Linked DNA regions of Sus scrofa: region 1 is linked to region 2. The links are chromatin contacts, called in public Hi-C maps. All regions are on one chromosome and are shown on one strand. The core of a region is the stretch at or near the end of the contact, and the rest is flanking DNA. Distances in the headings are between cores, read along the strand shown.

The links. Hi-C and Micro-C count contacts between places; a contact is called where the count stands out from the background.
Region 1: a Hi-C map of skeletal muscle shows a contact between it and region 2, with 4 times the contacts expected there. The contact joins the enhancer-like site here to the promoter of LOC106504234 in region 2. A contact is called at or near these places in 28 of 47 Hi-C or Micro-C datasets (adipocytes, alveolar macrophages, blood and 15 more) and 2 of 2 datasets of contacts at active chromatin or transcription factors (alveolar macrophages and skeletal muscle).

Annotation. Positions count from the first base shown.
Region 1 is chr7:22,539,773-22,545,000 of Sscrofa11.1, forward strand. It overlaps the pseudogene LOC110255266. Among named protein-coding and RNA genes, the nearest start is that of OLF42-1, 15 kb to the left of the region's middle. Within about 2 kb of position 2,124, at least 4 of the 83 cell types and tissues checked have an H3K27ac peak or open chromatin away from gene starts, as enhancers often do.
Region 2 is chr7:22,493,601-22,499,677 of Sscrofa11.1, forward strand. LOC106504234 (putative olfactory receptor 2I1) reads left to right here and starts at 4,471. Exons shown (of 3, transcript XM_013977578.2): 1 at 4,471-4,500; 2 at 5,077-5,491; 3 at 5,494-6,077. The coding sequence starts at 4,471. The coding sequence ends at 6,011.

The DNA of each region.
Region 1 (5,228 bases), core at 874-3,373, 44 kb after region 2:
TACATTTTAAAAGGGTGAATTTTATGGTATGAAAAATATATCTTCAGGAGTTCCTTTATGGTGCAGTGGGTTAAGGATCCAGCATTGTCACTGCAGTGGCTCCAATTCTTTGCCCGAGAATTTCCACATGGCATGGGCGCGGCCAAAAAAATAATAATAATCCGGTCACCTCCTCTGGGAAGCTTAGCTTGATATATGCACCCAAACTGTCCTTTCACATTCCTGACCTTTTCCTCTAATTACCTCAGTATGTTGGTATTACTGGCCTTTATCTTGGAGTCTTTAACAATGTTCCCTTGAACTTAGTGGTTCACGGAGCCACCGTCACCTCCTGCCTATAAGCTTCCCATGTGGGGACCAGGCGTGTGGACCAAGCATGTGGATGAGTTTCCCCACCAGGACTGCTGATCAGTGACTCAGGCAACCAAACCAAGCTGTCTGTGGACAGGTCACTAGATGCAAAAGGAAAACCCATCTCAAAGCTAAAAACATTCCATCTCTGATAAGCTGCCTTGCAAATAAGCATAAAATACATGGGAAAAATTAGGTAGCTTTAAAAATTCATTGGACCAATAGAGAAATGATCGACTTTACAGAGGTCACTTATACTCAGAAAATTTATTCAAAATATATTACCTTCCTAGTCTTGGTTAAATACATAAGGTACAATACAGCCCTTAGAATAGTGCTCCAAATTTGGTGGAACTCAATACACAGGCGCTGGGTTAATGAATTAGTTAATCCATCTTTTACATCAGCCTCCTTTAAATTCAGCCAGTGTCTCTGAGGAACCAGTGTGAGGCTCCACCTGTTTCCAGCACATTCATGGTTTCCTCAATCCCACTAGGCAACATGTGACCTGGAGAAAGAGGGGAGAAGGAGCTGCTGGCGATGACGTCCTGGGAAAGAGGCTGAGGGAGTGAAAGCAAAAGAGAAACACCCACCTGCTGCGACCTGGCAAGTACCCAGAGTGACTTTTCATAAAACAGTTTGAACACACTCCCCTGACAGCCCTCAGCCCTCTAGGTCTGGACAGGAACAGACCATGGTCAACCACAGCTCCCCGGCAGGCTTCCTCCTTCTGGGCTTCTCTGAACACCCAGAGCTCGAGAGAATCCTCTTCGTGGTTGTCTTCGCTTCCTACCTCCTGACTCTAGCTGGCAACACACTCATCATCCTGCTGTCTGCGCTGGACCCCAGGCTCCACTCCCCGATGTACTTTTTCCTCTCCAACCTCTCCTTCTTGGACCTCTGTTTCACCACGAGCTGTGTCCCCCAGATGCTGGTCCACCTGTGGGGCCCACACAAGACCATCAGCTTCCTTGGCTGTGCTGTCCAGCTCTTCATCTTCCTGCTCCTGGGGACCACTGAGTGTGTCCTCCTGACAGTGATGGCCTTTGACCGCTATGTGGCTGTCTGCCAACCCCTCCACTATGCCACCATCATGCACCCCCGCCTGTGCCGGCAGCTGGCGGCGGTGGCCTGGGTGATGGGTCTGGTCCAATCGATAGTCCAGACACCACCCACCCTCCGCCTGCCCTTCTGCCCCCACCGGCAGATAGATGACTTTGTATGTCAAGTCCCTTCTCTAATTCGACTCTCCTGTGGAGACACCACCTTCAATGGAATTCAGTTAGCTGTGTCCAGTGTCGTCTTCCTGGTCGTGCCACTCGCCCTCATTCTTATCTCTTACGGTGCCATCGCCCGGGCAGTGCTGAGGATCAGCTCTGCCGAGGAAGGCCCTGGGGACCTGCTCCTCCCATCTCGCTGTGGTCACCCTCTTCTACAGCTCGGGCATTGCCGTCTACCTCCAGCCCAAAAGTCCCTATGCCCAGAGGAGGGGCAAGTTCTTTGGTCTCTTCTATGCAGTGGGCACGCCTTCGCTTAACCCTCTCATATACACCCTGAGGAACAAGGAGGTCAAGAGGGCGCTCGGGAGGTTGCTGGGGCAGGACAGGGACGCCAGGGAGAGCTGAGGGAGAAATGCTTCATGTGCTTTAAAAATGAGAGGAGCTTCTTCACGGTTTTGTCAGGAAGTTTGTGCTCCTACCCCCCCTCTTCCTCACACCCATCACATCGCAGAAATGGATAACACCCACGTGTGTGTGCGTACGTGTGAGTGTGGGTGTATGTATGTGAGAAAAAGACAGAGACTGAAAATGTGTTAAGGGGAGGTATGTATCTCTGTGTGAAACAGATGAATCAAATGTAATACTTTCTGTTTTTAATGGTCTTCACCTCCATGATGACGTCCCTAATTTTTTCATCTCCGTTTCAATATCACCTCTCACGTCATCACTATTTCTTCACCTCCATTTCTATTTTCTACTGTATATTCTTTACTTCTCCCCCAAGCTTTTTCCACTTCCTCATGTGTGTGTTTTGCATTCTCACTCTATTATCCCCTCAAATGACAGCAGGGATGGGGGAAGCTGAAGCCTAAGAAGAAAGTCAGTCCAGAACACACGGTGTTAGGACTAAAACTCACACAGTGTTAGAACTAAAACTCAGGCCCCCGTGACTTCCAACCGGGCAACTTCTCAAATACATGCTGTTGTTTTCATACGGTCATCAAACATTTCAGTGTCCTTAGGCTAAGAGCCAGAACAGAGCCTCAAGAAGAAAGCTTAACTTCTTCAGTTCTAAGGTTTCTTCTTTCACAGCACTCACAAATCACAGAGAAACAGCTCAGACATCAACGTTGATGCCTGCGGGAGAGCTTTGACAATGCAGGCTTTGGTGCCATCTAGTGGCAAAATGGGGGTTTTGCATCTGGCATCCCAGACTCCTAAGGCCTCTCCATGTCTGTCATCAGTCCGTGCTCTTGTTCAGAAAGGTGATTATTATGGTATTATCAGATATTTATATACAGGTTTTGATATCCAAGCGGCCATTTGAAGTAATTTACACATATTGGCTGATTTAATTAGAGTGTTTTAACAGAACACAGAAGCAGATAATATTGTTATCGTTTTTCAGATGCAGTGTAAGTAGCCGCTTAAAAATGTCAGAGATTTGGACCCAGGTGGACTGATTCAAGTTTACTGAGATTCAAGTTTATCAATCAAAAGATTGATACAAATAGTGTCTCCCCAGTCCTGGTGAGAAGTTTCAACCTCTCAGTAAACTTTGAGGAAATAATTTCAGTCTAAAAATATGTCTAATTTGATCCCCTAGCTGAAGGAAGTTTGCTTCCTTCCCTGGAATAAGAGTTTATCAAATGCTCCACCTGAAGTACCCCATGAGAAGAAGAAACACAAGCCTGCTCGGAGGAAGTCTCGGTACAGCGCGTGGTGGGCACACCTGGCCTTGTTCATTCACTAGATCTCAGACTCCTGGAAGCAAGGCCTGGAATGTTGCAGAAAATTGGCCCCCAATTAGGTCTAGAAATGAATGAATGTCTCCAGAGAAGGTGTAAAGTGTCTGGGTTCCTAATCTCACAGATGCTGTCTCCCAGCTTTCCCCTGGCAATGACAATACCAAATTCTCTTGGGTTCGACACTGATGAAATAAGAAAAAAGAAAATTAAAAAAAAAAAGAAAAGAAAGAAAAAGGAAAATCCGAGTTTTGTTCTAGTCCCAACGCAAAATAGCTTTGATTCAACATTTACTCTGGCATCAGCACAGAACAGCAGCATTAACTCTATTTTCAACCTAATCTTCATTTTCGCCTCCACGTGCTAATCTTCTTGTCTCCTCGGCCTCCTAATTAGATTGTACCCTAATCTCAATAGGGATCCCCATTTTCTATTCAATACTAATCTCAACCACACGAGGAATGCTAACTCTAATTCCACTTCTCAAATCATTTATGTAACACCTTCTTCTTGTGACCACCTCTGTCCTCTTCCCCTGGGACCTGGAAACCTCTGCTCTTTGTGCCGGTTCCTCAGCTCCCTGTGCCCTGGGGCCCTAATGTCCTCAGACTGCAAAGTCCTTTCCAGATAGACTCACAGGGAAATACAGCAGAGAAGTCAACTAAGCAGTGTAAAGAATTTCTTTTAATGAAAACCGACATGTTGAATAAATGGTTTAACAGGCTTTAGGACTGATGCCTTATTCTGAATCCATTCAGCCTGTGTGGACAGTTATCTACTCTAGAAGAAAATCCAGCCTGAGATTGTTCAGTCACAACCCTCAAAGTGTCCAAAGGCCATCACGTTGGTCAGAGACATAACTGCCATGTAAGTAACTGCTACACAACTGAGTTGGGGGCAATTAAGAGGCCAAAGTCATACAGAATGAAAGAATAAAGTGTTTGGGCAACGTGGGTGGGCATCAGAGAATTCTCCTCACAGGGTTGAAACACGGCAGAGGGAACAAAATTAATAGAAATATTTGCTGATTTACTGTGGGGAAGTGCAACGGAGCAGGGCCCTGTGGGGGTCCTGAACACAAAAGCCTTTCTGCGTCCCTTATTTCTTGTTTTTGGGAAATGGGCCTCTTTCAGCCTCCCTGAGCTTTCCTGAGTTCCAAAGGGTAGGTTCACGCAGTTGCTAATCAGGAAAAGGAGGGGATGGGTGACCAGGGAGGAGCAGCCAGGAAACAATAGTGCAGCCTTGGGGTGGGGTCTCGGTTCCCCCTCAGGGTGTATATACATCACAATATCTTCCGGTTTTGCAGAACTAAAAGCCCCAACAAACAAAAGCAGTTAACTCCTTGATGTTCACTCCGAAGAAGGAGGCCCCCAAACCAGTCCCAGGGCCACTAAATGCCAGCTTTGTAGAAGAATGCAAGTGTACATCTACCCTGATCCTTATCTGTGGCTTTATGATCCACTCCCAAACTGTAAGACTGATAGGGATGGAGTAGGAACAGGTAGTTGTGGAAGTCTCAGTAAAGGACCATGGATAGAGAGGGAAACCTACAGGATGTTGGGAGATCACTGTAAGTTAACAGTGGCTCTGGAAGGCCATCAGAACCAGGCAGGCTTGCTTGACTAGAGGCGGTGCAGAATTGCCTCGGGTCGTTGGGTCGGGGATGGGATGAGGCCTGCTTTCAGATTCAGACCAAGGGCAGGGGTTTGAGGACTGCCCCTCCTCCGGCTGATTTGAATACACACCTTTCAAATATGGAGGCATATGGAGGTTTCCAGGCTAGGAGTCAAATTGGAGCTACAGCTGCCGCCTACACCAGAGCCACAGCAACACCAAATCCCTAACCCACTGAGCAAGGCCAGGGATCCAACCTGCAACCTCATGGTTCCTCATAGGATTCATTTCCGCTGGA
Region 2 (6,077 bases), core at 3,221-5,720:
TAAATTGACAGTTTCAGGACACATTTTTGAAGGTAGAGACAACGGAATATGCTGATTGCAAGATGAAGATAAGTCAACGCAAGATTTTTGCCTAAGCAAATAGAGGATGAATCTCCATGAGCAGAGGTGAGAAAAGCTACGGAAGAGGAGCATTGGGAGAGACCCTTAGGGAGTCAGATTATGGCATATCAAGCTCAAGATATTAATTAGACACCAAAATGTTGATGCTGAATAGACAATTGGACATAGGAACCTGTAGTTCAGGGAGAAAGATAGGCTGGAAATATAAATTTAGGAATGATCATCATAGAGATGGTGTTTAAAGCCATGCAGTAGGATGAGATGAGACGTGAAGGACAGTGATAAACGTCCAGATGCCTCTGAGGAAGGAATCGAGAAGAGAGTATACAAGTATAATCTCCATGGATACCGAGTTCACTGAGAATTATCATAGTAGCAGTAATGGAGAGAGTGAGAGTGGGCCAGGGACAGAAATCTTCAAAGAATAAAGGGGAGCAGAGGGGGTGAGGTGGGGGATGACAGCAACAAGGAGGGATAGAGAACAAAGCTGATGACATGAGTCAAAGCTACATTCAAAACTGAGGGTGGGAGTTCTCACTCTGGCTCAGCGGATTAAGAACCCGAGGATGGGTCTCCACGAAGATTCGGGTTCAATCCTTGGCCTCACTCAGTGGGTTAAGAATCCAGTGTTGCTGCAAGCTTTGGTGTGTGGTTCACAGATGCAGCTAGGATCTCTCGCTGCCATGGCTGTGATGTAGGCCAGCAACTGCAGCTCCAGTTCGACCCCTAGCCCAGGAACTTCCATATGCTACAGGTGCAGCCTTAAGGGGAAAAAAAAAAAAAAAAAAAAACCCTAAGGGTGATATCATCAAATGTACAACATTTCCCACAGGTAAGGGTGGCTACCTATCCTTCACAGATGATGACACTGAGAATCACTGAGGTTAAACAGCTGGTTTAAGGTCACTCAACAGAGAATGAAATCCTAAACCAGTTAAAAATTAAGAGCAGCAGAGTTCTTGGTGGCTCAGTGGACTAGGGATCCAACCTTGTCACTGCAGCCACTTGGATTGCTGCTGTGGCACAGATTTAACCCCTGGCCTGGGAACTTCGCATGCCATGAGTGCAGGGGGAAAAAATTAAGAATAGCAATGTCATGAGAAAGAATTGTGCTCCCTCTGGCTTCCATACACTCCAGGGATACTCTCCCTGAAAGTGCCTTTCCCTCTAGAATTTTCCCTTCCCTGCCCTGGGGGAGCCCTCTCTGGACACCTCCATACAAAGGACTAATTATGGGAGTGGGACATAGATTCCCCAGAGCGCAGTCCTCTCTTCTAATAACAGGCACAGTTGATTCCCCTGCTTCCTCTCCAGTAAGAGGCTCATCAGCATCCTTCCTCATTCTCTGCAACTGCTCTGCCCTTTAGAATCAGGAAGAATATTTTTGCTGCCACCCTCAGCCAACACTCACTTCCCATCATCATAAGGGTCAACTCCTTGCCTTGTCTACACCTCATTACAGGGCTCTCCAGGAACGCACATCACGCCTCTGCCTGGATCTCAGTGCTTCACTGGACTTAACAGGGCTTCTTGCCCTAAGACATTCTTTTCATTCCTTTGCTGCCCAGCGAGAAGGCACCCACCCCACATCTTCCTGAGGTACCTGCTCTGATCTCAGACACCTGTTCCAGAAACCAGCAGCCACGTGACTGGGCCTTTTTTTCATCCCTCCCACTGCCATTTCAGACCCAGAGAATCCAGAGCAGGAGCAAGAGACAGCTTCTCATCTGGAAATTGAAGGCCTAATACCTGTGCCAGAGACTCAGACATGAAGGTAGGCTTATTTCTACATTGCCCTTTTTAAAAATGGTCTTACGGATGAGGGGCACATTCTAGAACACCCGGTGAGATGTGAGGCACATATAGAATACTTTTTGCAGCAGATTTGTGTTCTGGATCCTGCAAGGAATTATCGCGGCGGTGGGGAAGGGGATGTATTATACAAATGTGTCTGAGCTATGTGTGTGGGAATTCACACGTACATGCAGTAAAGATGTCCATGCCAATTTGATCATTGCGTGACTGTTTTCAGGATTTGGCATGTTTGGAGAAGAATGATTGAAGGCTTGCCTGTCTGAACTATGTGTGTCTGCGTAATCACGGAATTAGAAGTTCTGAGTTTTCATACTAAAATGCTGGAGGCTGGCAGTAGATATGTTGTTGGTTGCTTCGTCATGAAAGCGTTAATATAAAGAATTATTCATATTGAGCTGCTGGCATTCTTGGAAATGCAAAGTAAACTTTTTGCTGATTTTTTTTTATAATAAAAAATTTGGGAGTTCCCATTGTGGCTCAGTGGTTAACAAATCCGACTAGGAACCATGAGGTTTCTCGGGTTCAATCCCTGGCCTCGCTCAGTGGGTTAAGGATCCAGCGTTGCCATGACTGTGGTGTAGGTTGCAGATGCGGCTCGGATCCCGCGTTGCTATGGCTGTGGCGTAAGCATCTCTAGCACCATTGGCCCATAAGCCTTAATGTCATCTCTTGTACTTTTATTTATCTTGTATTAGGATGTATAGTCACATCTCATTCCACTGTGACTAAAATTATCCAGGAAAAAAGGTCAGTCTTTGTATGTAATTTTATCCTTCACAGTCCCTAGCATATTAAAGCCTGGTTCATTAAAGAGCAGGGATTGAAGTTTCCTGGTGCCCTAACTGTAAAGGATTCCGCATTGTCACTGCTGTGGCTTGGTTTGATCCGTGCGTGGCCCAGCAACTTCTGAATGCCACGAGCACCACCACAACAAAAGCAAAGATCTTGGAATTAGATTTTGGTTGAAATCCTGATAAGCATTTACAGATCATGTGACCTTGGGCAAGTTATTTAACCTCAATTGTCTAAAATAGGAGTATTATCTAATTCTCAGATGAGTAAAGATCGAATTAATATATGAAAAGGGCTATAAATTTACATACCAGCTATAAGGGTGTAGTGTGTAGTTACCTAGTGTAGGAGCTCTCTAAAAGTCTGTTTTCGGATGTGAAGTAGGGATAATAGTTAACATTTATTAAACATCTACTATTTGTCAGGCTCTTTTCAAGAGTTTTACGTATCTGACCTCCTTAACGAATTCCATTTTTTTCACATGAGGAAACTGGGCCATAGAGAGGTTAAGCAACATTGCCCGAGGAGGCTCAGCTAGAAAATGGCAGAACCAAGACTGGACCTTAGGCAGTGTGACTCCCCAACCCTTGTTCTTAATTGCCGCATTAATACTTGTTCTGCCCAATGAAGATAAAATGAGGGAACCATATTAACATAATGTGTTGTTATGGGGAAGAGAGTTCTTTCTTGAAAAATAAAAAGTTAAGAGATTATGAGTTTTAAATTAAAAACACTGAATATGATGTTTAAAATGAGTTATCTGTTGGAGTTACCTGGCAGCTCAGGGGGTTAAGGATCTGGCATTGTCACTGCTGTGGCTCAGGTCAGAAAATAATAATAATTAAAAAAATAAGTAATCCGTATGATGATACTTGTCGGGAACCATACAGTAGAAGGATCTCTATGTAACTTCTATCCTTCACATCAACCATGATGGTTGCCGATCCATTAGGAAATTTGATTCCGTTTCACTCAAGGGTTAAAAGGTTTCTGCAACCACTTTTTTCTTTTGCATCCGCTTTTCACTTGTTTGAAAAATATTTATTAAAATTAGAGCCAGAACTCGGAGGAAACAAATCTGACTAGTAACCGCACAGGTTCGATCCCTGGCCTTGCTTAGTGGGTTTGGGATCCGGCATTGCCATGAGCTGTGGTGTGGGTCATAGATGCGGCTCAGGTCTGGCATTGCTATGGCTGCGCCATAGGCCAGGGGCTGCAGCTCCTATTTGACCCCTAGCCTGGAAACTCCCTTATGCCGCTGGTGTGGCCCTGAAAAAGACAAAAAAAAAAAAAAATTAGAGCCTGGAAGGTAGTACAGGAACCTCAGAGGTCATCTAGTTCAAACTTCTCCGTTTTCATGTGAGAAAATTGAGATGGGAGGAAATTGAAGTGACTTCCCCATATCAAATCACTGGCCAAAGGCACTTGTGTGAGGTAAAACTCAGGTCTCCTGACTTTCTGTTTAATGTTCTTTCCTCTACCCAGATGGCTCTGGGTTTAAAGAATGATAACACATGTGCCATTGTGTTGACCGTGATTATCACACTAGATAGTAAGTGGGAGGGGAATGGATATTGGAAGCATCCTAGGAGAGAGAGTCACCACAGATTAAAATTCAGTAGTCAGTAGTATAACGGGTTGTATTAGTGAGGTCGGTGCGGCACTGGCAACAAAGCAGGTGACAGTCTGATCTGCCAAGTGTCAGTTATAGTAAACCTGGATCTTACACCTGTTTTCAGTCACTACACATTTCGAAGAAGGGGAAGTGAGGCTCAGAGGGCAATGTCTTCAAATATTTGCAGGGTTATTCAGGTGGGAGGAAGAGCAGCTTGCTACTTTGGTCCCTGGGAGTACAACCAGAAGCAGGAAAGCTGTTGAAAGAGCTCTGATTTCAGAAATCAGGCCTAGTGCAAGTCCACAGGGCCACTGAGCAACTATGACTTTGGGATGCTTTAGCCTTTGGAGTCCCAAGTTTGTCCATCTATAAAATGGAGATTTTTATCTTCCTCGTAGAATCTGATAAAAATATCAACTATGGCATCCTAATCTGGCTCCCTCCCTAAACGACGGGTTCAGATTTTTTTTTTTTTTTTCCCACTGTACAGCAAGGGGGTCAGGTTATCCTTACATGTATAGATTACAATTACAGATTTTCCCCCACCCTTTCTTCTGTTGCAACATGAGTATCTAGACATAGTTCTCAATGCTATTCAGCAGGAGGGTTCAGATCTTAAACGAGCTCCGAGCCCGATGGATACAGAAACATCGTGAGCGCTTCCGGCCCTTCCCCCTCCTCACCCCATTTGCCTGGGTTTTCCTTTGTTTGTAAGAGACGTCACCCTTTGGTAGGTCGCCCTTCCAAACCTTCTGGGAGTTTTCCTCCCTTAGGGCAACCGCAGCACAGAGGAGCGCTTCCTCCTGCTGGGTTTCTCCGACCAGCCCTCCCTGCAACCTGTCCTCTTCGCCCTGGCTCTCCTCTGCTACCTCCTGACTCTGACTGGTAACTCGGCGCTGGTGCTGCTGGCCGTGCGAGACCCGCGCCTGCAGGCGCCCATGTACTACTTCCTCTGCCACCTGGCTTTGGTGGACACGGGCTTCACCACGAGCGTGGTGTCACCGCTGCTGGCCACCCTGCGCGGCAGGGCCCTGTGGCTAGAGCGCAGCGGCTGCCTGGCCCAGCTGGGCGCGTCGCTGGCGCTGGGCTCGGCCGAGTGCGTCCTCCTGGCGGTGATGGCCCTGGACCGCGCCGCTGCCGTGTGCCACCCGCTGCGCTACGCCGGGCTCGCCTCGCCGCGCCTCTGCCGCGGCTGGCCGTCGCCTCCTGGCTCGGCGGCCTCACCAACTCCGCCGCGCAAACAGCGCTCCTGGCCGCTCGGCCGCTGTGCGCGCCCCGCCGGGTGGACCACTTCATCTGCGAGCTGCCCGCGCTGCTCAAGCTGGCCTGCGGCGGCGGGGGACAAAAGACCACCGAGCGCCAGATGTTCGCCGCCCGAGCGGTCATCCTGCTGGTGCCGTCCGCCGTCATCCTGGCCTCCTATGCTGCCGTGGCCCGCGCGGTGTGGGCCATGAGGACCAGACGGAGCCGCAGGAAGGCGGTGGGCACTTGCGGGTCCCACCTGACTGCCGTCTGCCTGTTCTATGGCTCAGCCATCTACACCTACCTGCAACCTACGCACAGCTACGATCAGGGTCGGGGCAAGTTCGTTTCGCTTTTCTACACTGTAGTCACGCCCGCCCTCAATCCACTCATCTACACCCTCAGAAATAAGGAAGTGAAGGGGGCAGCGAGGAGGCTCCTGGGGAGAAGGCAAGCTTGTCAGTAAGTCGGGAGGGAAGGAAGTGTGACCCCAGGACCTAAGGAGGGGATGCTCCCTGGAAAGTCAGCCAGT